Linked DNA regions of Mus musculus: all the other regions are linked to region 3. The links are chromatin contacts, called in public HiChIP or PLAC-seq and promoter capture Hi-C maps. All regions are on one chromosome and are shown on one strand. The core of a region is the stretch at or near the end of the contact, and the rest is flanking DNA. Distances in the headings are between cores, read along the strand shown.

Region 1 (3,160 bases), core at 353-2,852, 230 kb after region 3:
TCTGTGTAGCCCTGGCTGTCCTGGAACTCACTTTGTAGACCAGGCTGGCCTCGAACTCAGAAATCCACCTGCCTCTGCCTCCCAAGTGCTGGGATTAAAGGTGTGCACCATCAACGCCTGGCTCCAATTTTTTCTTTATGATTGAGTAAAACTCAGTTGTCTTTGTATCACATTTTTTAATCATTCATTTGTTAACGGGTAATTAGACTGATTCTACAAAAACCGCCTATATACTCTGTACTAAGTTGACTTGGGTTCCCTTGGTGTGTTTAGAGTGATCTTGTTCGATTTTTTAAAAGATATTTTTATTTTATGTGTCTGTGCCTGCATGTATGTATGTATGTATGTATGTATGTATGTATGTATGTATACCATGTGATGTCTGATGTCTGCAGAGGCCAGAATAAGGCATCTGGAGTCCCTGGAATTGGAGTTACAGAAATGTCTTGAGCCAGTGTTATAGATGCCAGGAGTCCAACCTGTGTCCAACGGGAGAGGAGCCAGTGCTCTTGTCCTTGGAACCTTCTCTCCAGCCCCTTTGTTAGTTTGTTTCCTTATTTATTTGTTTACTTTTGAAACATCCAAATGTATTGTGAGGCCCAGATTGGCCTCAAATTTACCACTCCTACTTTAACCTCAAATCCCGGGGCTGTGTGCCTGTGCTTTCCACTCGAGCTCCCCCAGTCTCCTGGAACCATTTAAATCTGATCGCTTCACTTTTGGGGGATGGGAGGGGGTAGCAGATGCCACAGCATACATGTGAAGACCAAAAAACACCTTTTAGGAGTTGGTTCTCTCTACCATGTGAGTTCCACAGATCAAACCAAGGTCACCAAGCAAGCAACTTTAACCCTGAGACACTGCCAGCCTGCTTCGCCCATCTGTCTGTCTGTCTGTCTGTCTGTCTGTCTTTCTCTCTATCTCTCTTTAACAAGCTAGGCCTTGACTGCTTTTGCACACTAAGCTATGAACTCATGAGGACCAGCTCCAGAAGTCCAGGCCCCTCCCCAGTAGTTCGCGTGAAACGTGCTCCTCCGGCGGAGCTGGCCGGTGCTCTGGGGAACACGGGCCTTCTCCTTGGCATCCTTTTCTCTGACAGGTTTTTCCATCACCAGTTTTAGGAAACTACCTTGGCTCTCGGTGCCTAACATGTTCCATGTGCACATTACTTCTCTTGGCGAAGCGTGCCTTCACCTGCTTGTTTACAGGGATGCCTGTGGTGTGCTGAATGAGGTTAAAGACACTTCCGGTTGTGCTGTGGTAACAGTGTTCATTCCCTCGATGCCCACAGTATCAGTCTTCTTGTAGATTTGCATGTACGTGGCCAAAGGAATCCCTCCGGGTTTCCTACCAGGGTTCCTCTGTTCTTTCCCTCTGGGTGTGTCATTAACTGAGTTACTGGAAGATGGGTGCTATGGGACAGAAGCAAAGCCACCTTCTCTATTCTAAGACATTGTTCCTGCTTCTTTTCAGTACTAAATTCTCCCGACACGGAGAAAGTAAGCTGGGGATCTGTGTGCCACATTTCCTTGCAGATGGTGTAGAGAACACTACCAGAGGGTCCGCTTAGAGCTTGTTGTCATTTGCCTGTGTTGTAACTCAGGGTGTAAACACTGTGGGCAGAGCACACCTGGCACAGACCGCATTTCCTTCTTAGTGTTTCCCAGCCAGATGTTGTGAAATTCTTCTGTTTTGTTTGTCTCTAGTGCCTGGAAACCTTGGCTGCTACAAGGATCATGGAAACCCACCTCCTCTCACGGGCACCAGTAAAACCTCTAACAAGCTCACCATACAAACCTGTATCAGCTTCTGTCGGAGTCAGAGATTCAAGGTACCAGCTCCACAGCGTACAACTCTAGAAAAGATAACGATAAATTCCAGCAGCCCACTTGTCAGGTCACATGGAAAGAGTAGGCTGGGGAGTTGGAGCACAGGCAGCATTCATGTAAAGATGGGGAGAGGGGTCCCCGGTAGCCTCCTCTCAGCCCTTGTCTGTTATGATCAGGGATGCTAATGACTCCTTAGAGTCAAGCCAAGGCGGTGGGTCCCTTCTGTGGCAAACTACCATGCCTTACCTCTTTTCCAAATGTTCTTTTCTTCTTCTTCCTTCCTTCCTCTCTCTCTCTCTCTCTCTCTCTCTCTCTCTCTCTCTCTCTCTCTCTCTCTCTCTTTCTTTCTCTAAAATGTATTTCCCAATCACTAAGGGTCAGTAGTGCTGTTTTGTATTAAATTAGACAGAAGATCCCGCCCTCTCTCCTTTTTTTTTCTCCCTTTCCTTAACCAAGTCAGTCTAAAAGCCATTAATTAAGCCCAAGACAGAAGGATACCATACTCATGTGAGGAAGGCAGATAAGCGAGGCAGTGGACCCCATGGCCCTGCGGTTTGTTGCTTGTGCAGAGCGTGAGTATGTACTGAGTGTTTCAGAGCCGGCATGCTCTGGCTGCTGGAGAAGGGACATGCAAATGTGGAAGCTGGGGAACCTGAAAGGAAGTCCAGAGAGTGGTGGAGGAAGCAGGTAGATAGTAATGTTATATGACTGTGCAATGGCTGTGTGTGCACACACATACACTTCATCACTATCCTTGCCACACACTGATAACGGGGAGTCTAGCCAGCACTCAGGTCTCCACCAGAAAGCAGCTCTGTTGGGAAATTACCCATTCTGTGTTCAAAGCACAAGATGTGTTCATAACATCTTGTGTAGGACAGAAACAGTACAGATTCATCAACTGGATGAAGCTGCCTTGAAAGGGGTTCCATGACCTAAATCTGACAGCTTTAAGCTTCAGAGAGTGATAGTAACAGATGCATCTTATTGACTAAGATGAGAGCACCCCACACCACTCCCAGTGGTGGCCGAGTGAGAAGAGAAACATTGGTGATTAGGAAATGCAGACTTGTAAGAATAGAAGGAATGGTAGGATCGTTACCATATGACAGCCCTCATAGTGTGATTCACAAAATGAACATCAAGGTCTGCAAATATCTCAGATCTTCACTTACTGTTTCCATAAAAGTGTACCTAACCTTAAGAACCACCCACAATGACCGGGCTATTGACTGAATGAATGTTATTGCACACCTTTAATTCCAACACGTTGGGAGGCAGAGACAGGTGGATCTCTGTGAGTTTCAGGCCAGGCCAGCCTGGTCTATATA
Region 2 (3,469 bases), core at 451-2,950, 200 kb after region 3:
CAGAGGTTGGTGTGATAGTCTTAGAATCAGCCACTCCGTGCAGCCTTTGCTCTAGCCTCTTAGGACCCACGGTGCAGATACTTGTTTGTGTGTCATTGAACATCCTTCATATGCTCTGGTCATCCTTAGACCATTTAGAACACCCAAACTATTACAATGTGTGAATAGCTGTCAGCTCATACCATTCAGGGGGTGATGTCTAGGAAGATGCCAGTGTGTGTGTGCAGTTGGCTGACCCTGTGTTCAGTGTGTGCATCCTGGATTTAGGGCTGTGTATGTATGTGTGTATGATAGTGAGTACTGTGGACAGATGAAGGGGGCAGGGGTGGGCAGAGATGGGAAGGGGATTCTGAGGGGCAATGTTTATCTTGCAACTGGAAATATTAGAGGAAGAACATTTGGGCAGGAAATGGAAAAGTATGTTCCCAGGATTAAGAGCAGACCAGCGTGGCTTGACCGCGATGAGTAACTAGGGGCAGAGCCAGGCTTCCAGCCCAGAGGCTCTCAGACGCCCATAGGACAAACCTTAGAGTTCTGGGGGGGGGGGGGGCTGTAGAGCAGAAGAGGAAAGGGAGCCCTGAACTGCTCTCTCGCGGTCAGTGGGTCCAAAACAGAGGTGAAGGAGAGGAAGGGTGCTTCCACTGGAGTCCTGGGTGTGGTCGAGTGCTCTGGCTGCCTCCTGGGTAAAGAGGAGTGTGCTAAATCAGTATGGCTGGCATACATGTGAACACTGTAAACTGATGTGCCTGATGTTGACTTGACCAAGGCCGCAGAGCCTGTCAGCAGCAATCAAACAACAAGCCAACACTGAGCCTTTAGTTGGTATCTGCCAATCTATGCTGAGTCGATGTGCCCAGTTATCTTTGAGCTTTTTCTTAATGTAGACCCCTAGTAGACAATCCTCTTGGTAATTGAGGACTCACACTTACTAACTAGTATTGCACCAGGCATGGTAAGTTGCTATGGTTTCCTGTCTCCTAGAATTCTAGATTAGTTGAGCTGTCCATAAACGGTGCCATTCCAGACCAAACACAGAGAGCAGCTGGTAGGAGGAAGGCGTGACTGGAAGAGAGCCGCTTTGTGGACGGTTTCTCTAAGCAGTCAGATGGCTTTCAGGATAGAGCTGTGTTCCTGTTGTCCACATGCCTATTAGTCTAGAGCAGGCACATGCACTTTCCAGCGGGAGACTACACCACGTCCTTATTACCGGAAGTTATAGGTCACTGTGAGCTAGGAGAAGGAAAGAGGGAGAGCTGAGCATGTTGGTGTGACTCCCCAGACTGTCAGGGTCCCAGTGATACATCTTAGAGAAGTGTTTGAAGTGCTTCTATCTGTCAGTTTTAACTAAGCTAATTTTAAAAAATCGCTCTTTGTACTCCGCCTTTCCCATGAACCTCTGTGAGTTTAATGCATACAAGATGTGGGAAGCCTGTCAGCCTCAGCCCCACCCCCAGTCTGAGAAGTGGATTTTAGAAGTACATGATTGCACCTGCAAGGACTGTCATTTCATAAAATGGGACCTGAGACCATTTTGACACATTTTCTAGGAAAGCACTTCAGGGGGAGGTGAGAGAAAGTGCCACCCCCGTCCTCCGTTGCCCCTGTTTTCTTGCACGTCAGACTGCGCAGGGAGGACTGACTGTTCCTCATTCCCAGGGAGTGTGAGTCATCCCCGATTTGTGTGATTGGGATTCCAAAGCGTTGCTGTGTCCGATGCTTATTAAATCCAAGTGGCCTCGCAGCCTTTCCGACTGTAGGGGAGCTCTCAGTTACAGCTGCTGCCCTGGTTCTAGTTACCGCAGGGAGATGCTGGCGAGCGCAGGGGCCCCCTCGGAGGGCCCCCAAAGTCCACGCGCATGGCTGTTAGCAACTATCTAGATTTGAAGGTTTCCTGGCTCACGTCGTGGACTTCAGCACACCAGCTCTGTGATTATCTCTTCACTGGGACCTGCACACTTCAAGGGGAAATGTCCCAGTGCCCCAACAAGCTGGTGCCAAGAGTGCCAGTGTTACAGGGCACCTTTTTGCAGATTCAGTCAGCCCAGCAGGCCGCCCAAGATCTAGCAAAACATGATCCATTTCTAGCTTGATCCAAACAAAACAAATAAAACATTCACCAGAGAGGGAGGAAACTATAAATGTTGCCAGAAAATGAGTATGCTGTTCTCCTCCTTCCAGAGTGCTTCACAGCCAACGGTGCAGATTACAGGGGAACACAGAGCTGGACAGCGCTGCAAGGTGGGAAGCCATGTCTGTTCTGGAACGAGACTTTCCAGCATCCGTACAACACGCTGAAGTACCCCAACGGGGAAGGAGGACTGGGCGAGCACAATTATTGCAGGTAAGATGGGGCCATAGCGCTTCAAGATGATCTCTCATCTCCTCTTCCAGCCTTTCGCACAACTGGAATGCTTGCTTACCTCCTGTTGGCCAACTCAGAGAACCATATCATTGTTTGTTTGTTTGTTTGTTTGTGTTTGTTTGTTTGTTTGTTTTTGTTTTTTTGGTTTTTTTTTTTTTTGAGACAGGGTTCTCTGTGTATCTCTGGCTGTCCTGGAACTCACTCTGTAGACCAGGCTGGCCTCGAACTCAGAAATCCACCTGCCTCTGCCTCCCAAGTGCTGAGAATAAAGGCGTGCGCCACCACTGCCCGGCCATATCAGTTTTTAAGATGAACTAATCCGAGCCAGAGAGATGGCTCAACAGTTAAGAGCACTTAGCACTCTTCCAGAGGACCCAGGTTCAGTTGCCAGCACCCACATGGGAGCTCAGAACATCTGTAACTCCGGTTCTGGGGTATCAGACACCTTCTTCTGACCTCTCCAGACACTGCACATGGTACACAGATAAACATACAGTGAAGCACGCACAAGAAATAAAAGTAAATAAAAATGAATTCATGTCTTTTTTTTCTCTCTTCCTCTCTCATTTTTCTCCACCTTAGTTTGCTTTATGCTGGCATTCACAGCAGTGCCTTCTCTGGTCACTCTCTTGTCTCTTTGGGAGGATTTTTTCAGGTGATCCTCCCACCAGTGGGCATTTCATGGGCATCAAAGCTGCTGCTACTGATATTCAGACCATCTGGGACCCATGTTCCTTAGGCTGTACCAGAACTCCTGGATTCGAGTAGCTCTCCTCATAAGCATATCAAGCGCTGGACTACAGACGTGGCCACTGTTTGGCTCCCCAGAAAGCCCTAACCTAGCTCTGTGGTCTTCAGATGTAGAGTTAGGATTTTCTGTGGAAGGTGAGCCGCAGCTTTGATCAGGTTCTCGGTTTTCTCCGATTAAAGACAAGGTGAGAATCACTGGCGGCCAGTGAGATGGCCAGTGGTTTACAGTTGGCACCCCAAGAACCCAGGTGAATGCTGGACTGCCCTGAGAGCCCACTGCCGTGCTAGTGCTCAGAAGGCAAAGGTGAAATTCCAGGAGCTGGCTGCCTAGCTAGCCATATTGGCTAGCCTGAGTTC
Region 3 (3,494 bases), core at 963-3,462:
GGGCTATACAGAGAAACCCTGTCTCAGGGGGAAAAAAAAAAAAGAAAGGAAGGAAGAAAGAAAGAAAGAAAATGTACAATTTGGTGGTGGATTTCATGTATTTACAAAGAATATACTCATCACCATTTAATTACAGAATATTTTCGTTCCCCTTAAGGGAAATCCATTAATAGTCATACTACCCAATCCTCCTTCCAGTTCAGTATCTGGTGATCACTAACCTTTCCATTTTTCTATATTCTTGGCATTTCATACAAATGGAAAGGCTATATGCTTCACTGAGTATATTTTTGTCGCATTCATTCAATATTCAGTATTTTATTTGTCTTTGATTTTGTTATTTAAAATGCAATTGAAGATTGAAACTTTTTTTAATATATTTTTTCTAGATTTATTTATTATTATATCTAAGTACACTGTAGCTGTCTTCACATGCATCAGAAGATGGCATTAAATCTCATTACGGGTGGTTGTGAGCCACCATGTGGTTGCTGGAATTTGAACTTCGGACCTTTGGAAGAGCAGTCGGGTGCTCTTACCCACTGAGCCATCTCACCAGCCCCGATTGAAACTCTACCATGTTAAAAATTCGATTTTATTGTATGGATAGACCATATTTGCATATTCATTCACCAGTTCATGACTTCATACTTCTAAGGATTGCAACGCTAGCTATGCATGGCTATAATAATTGCTTTCCCCTTAAAGACTGGACTGTGCCAGGTGTGGTGGCACACGCCTTTAATCCCAGCACTCGGGAGGCAGAGGCAGGCAGATTTCTGAGTTAGAGGCCAGCCTGGTCTACAAAGTGAGATCTAGGACAGCCAGGGCTACACAGAGAAACCCTGTCTCGAAAAGACAAACAAACAAAAAAAAAACAAAACAAAACAAAAAAAAAGACTGGACTGTGCCTTAGTGGGTAAAGTCACAATCCTTGGAAATGACAGTGCTCCCGAGCAGTCAGTACTGATTAAGCTTGGCTTGGGGGAAACTAATGACTCTAGCTTTGTCAGTTACCTTCTGTGCCAAAGCTTTGGGTGGTCCAAACACAGTAACACAGTTCTGTGAATTTCTTTTCAATTGTATTTTCTATTCAACACATTGGCAAAACATTCCTTTTCAGTTTAAACTGTAACCTCGATGCGCTGATTACTCAAGGAAACACTCAATGACTTTTCTTTTTGTCTTAATATTTTGGGTGTGGTAGCAAGTAGAAGCAGATCACCCTAACCAAATATTTGCAAATATTTAAACAAAGCCATTCAGGTCAGGGAGGGAAGACGACTGAGGAAGTAGAAATTGAATGTGGCTTTTAAAGGAGGATTGTGAGTCTCATAGATTTGCTGAGAAAGGAAAAATCCTGTTCCAAAAAGGGGAAGAGAATTAAAAGTTTATCTTCTGGGTGACTGGGGACGTCTGGGTTCGGAGCACGTGTCTTTGGTATGTTTGGCAACCAGAAGTCTGTGCATTAAGCGTGTTGACTCTTCCGCCCTTCTGCACATGGTGAGATTTGAAGGGAGTGTTGGAGACGGTCTCCAGGGCTGCGGAAAGATGAACTCCATTAGAATCTAGATAACTTCTTCAAGTTCTCCGCCACCTGTCCTCACTCCTTTAGTTGAGGGTAACTGTCTATGTGACACCCACGTAAGAACTGGACGTGTCCCGGCGGGTTGCAAACTGCCACTGACCGCCCGGGGCCTTTCGCGGTCCCTGGAGGTGGTAGGGCGCGAGCACCGAGTGCGGGTGGCCAGCAGTGCCGGAGCTGCGGATGAAGCATCCTTGGACGGAAGGACGAGGCCTTTGACGCCCCAATGACTCTAATTGCGGCACCAAAGCAGGGTGCGCCGAGGGGGCGAAACCGCCCGGGAACAGGTTGAGGATCTTACTCTCCCCGTACTCCAGCAACTGCCAAGAGAAATGTCTGCCGCGGAGGGCGGAGTACAGACCAGGGGGCGTGGCTAAGAGGAAGGGGCGTGACCGAAAAAGACTACCTGGGCGGAGCAAGGGTGGAGGGGCGTGGCTAAGAACGGAGTCGGGGCGGGACTCAGTCGATTGGGCGGGGCGGGCGAGGCCTCTGGGCCCCGCCTCTCGCCGCAGGCGCGCCCGCCCCGCCTACCCGCTCCCCTCGGAGGTGGCCGCGGCCGAGCGCGGGGAGGGAGGGGAGAGCGGGTCACGACGCTGCGGGGGCGGGGATAACCCCTCACGTGGAGCAGATGAAAGGGCCGCGGCGCGACGGCCGGGGGAGCGGAGCAGAGCCTGCGACCCACAAAGCCGCCGCCGCCGCGATGGTGCTGTGAGGCGACCGCCCGCGCTCGGTCCTCCGCCGGCCCGCGACTATGCCCGGCCGCGCCCGCCCTCCGCGCCCTCCCGCCGCAGGACCATGAGGCCACGCTCGGGCGGGCGCCCAGGGGCCCCGGGCCGCCGCCGCCGCCGCCTCCGCCGCGGCCCCCGCGGTCGTCGCCTGCCGCCGCCGCCGCCGCTGCCGCTGCTTCTCGGGCTGCTGCTGGCGGCCGCGGGGCCCGGCGCGGCGCGGGCCAAGGAGACGGCGTTCGTGGAGGTGGTGCTGTTCGAGTCGAGCCCGAGCGGCGACTATACCACCCACACCACCGGCCTCACGGGCCGCTTCTCGCGGGCCGGGGCCATGCTCAGCGCCGAGGGCGAGATCGTGCAGGTAGCCACCCGGGCCCCGCGCTCCGCCGCCACAAGATGGCTCCGGGGGCTGCGCCCGCCGACCCCGCCGCGGGCTAGCGGGCGGGCGGGCGGGGGGGAGGCGCGGAGCCCGGCGGCATCCCTCCCAGGCGGGCGGGACGGGGCCTCCGGGGCACGGCGGCTGAGGCGAGCGCACGTGGGGGCTCGGCCTCCGGTGGGTGCACCGCGCCGGGGTGGGGGTGGGGACGCTGAGCTGGGCATGGGCGCCTGGGCGGCACTCTTGAGTTGGCGGGACGTTTTTCTCCCTCAGGTGAAAGTCCCGGGAACTACCTGTTGAATGCCAACTTTGCAAAGGCGAGACAAGTTGAAGGATGGAGCGACTTCTTAGAGGTCGCAGGCTTTGCTTTTCCATCCACGTTTGCTCCGTTTTCGGAGCGACCCAGTTGCCGGGGTGCACATCTTCAGGTTATTTTTGCTGAAATCTACTGGCAGCCTTACCTAGACACCAACCCTCTGGCAGGGCTCTGGACGGGCAGCAGCAGGAAGGGAGCAGGCGGAGCTGGCTGAGGAGTGGGAATTGGCAGAGCACTGTCGTGGCCGTGCCTCAGATTACAGGGGATGAGAAAGACCGCAGGCTCGCCCCTGGGTCAAGGACTAATACCGAAGAGGCCTGCAAACCCGAGCCAGGGTCTCTCACTGACAGGGCCTCCACCTTGCTCCAAATGAAAGAGGGCTGCGTCCCAAAGGAGGCTGGCTAGGGAGAGCTTTGAGCTGTCCCCAGTCTTTGAGGAGGGACTCTCAGTCGAAGCCTCAGCGGATGGATAGCTGCATAGATTTCCCGCTCC

The links. Promoter capture Hi-C pulls out the DNA fragments that hold promoters and counts their contacts. HiChIP or PLAC-seq counts read pairs in DNA pulled down with a chosen protein or histone mark.
Region 1: a promoter capture Hi-C map of the HPC-7 cell line shows a contact between it and region 3, with 4 times the contacts expected there. The contact joins the enhancer-like site here to the promoter of Znrf3 in region 3. A contact is called at or near these places in 11 of 39 promoter capture datasets (the 3T3-L1 cell line, 3T3-L1-derived adipocytes, the C10 cell line and 6 more), 1 of 15 datasets of contacts at CTCF or cohesin (large pre-B cells), 5 of 115 datasets of contacts at active chromatin or transcription factors (effector CD8 T cells, embryonic forebrain, embryonic stem cells and 1 more) and 1 of 9 other capture datasets (liver).
Region 2: an HNF4G HiChIP or PLAC-seq map of pancreatic cancer cells shows a contact between it and region 3. The contact joins the enhancer-like site here to the promoter of Znrf3 in region 3. A contact is called at or near these places in 12 of 39 promoter capture datasets (the C10 cell line, the HPC-7 cell line, cranial neural crest and 7 more), 3 of 484 Hi-C or Micro-C datasets (bone marrow-derived macrophages, erythroid progenitors and uterus), 13 of 115 datasets of contacts at active chromatin or transcription factors (the NIH/3T3 cell line, the SCID.adh cell line, T-cell acute lymphoblastic leukemia and 9 more) and 2 of 9 other capture datasets (adipose tissue and embryonic stem cells).

Annotation. Positions count from the first base shown.
Region 1 is chr11:5,214,078-5,217,237 of GRCm38.p6, reverse strand. It overlaps Kremen1 (kringle containing transmembrane protein 1), which reads left to right. Exons shown (of 9, transcript NM_032396.3): 4 at 1,707-1,831. Among named protein-coding and RNA genes, the nearest start is that of Gm25142, 36 kb to the left of the region's middle. Within about 2 kb of position 1,602, at least 45 of the 459 cell types and tissues checked have an H3K27ac peak or open chromatin away from gene starts, as enhancers often do. A contact at or near this core is called in the HPC-7 cell line, where this site is marked.
Region 2 is chr11:5,242,647-5,246,115 of GRCm38.p6, reverse strand. It overlaps Kremen1 (kringle containing transmembrane protein 1), which reads left to right. Exons shown (of 9, transcript NM_032396.3): 2 at 2,179-2,341. Among named protein-coding and RNA genes, the nearest start is that of Gm25142, 7.5 kb to the left of the region's middle. Within about 2 kb of position 1,700, at least 163 of the 459 cell types and tissues checked have an H3K27ac peak or open chromatin away from gene starts, as enhancers often do. A contact at or near this core is called in the NIH/3T3 cell line, the SCID.adh cell line, T-cell acute lymphoblastic leukemia and 5 more, where this site is marked.
Region 3 is chr11:5,443,565-5,447,058 of GRCm38.p6, reverse strand. It overlaps Znrf3 (zinc and ring finger 3), which reads left to right and starts at 2,212. Exons shown (of 9, transcript NM_001080924.2): 1 at 2,212-2,671. The coding sequence starts at 2,381.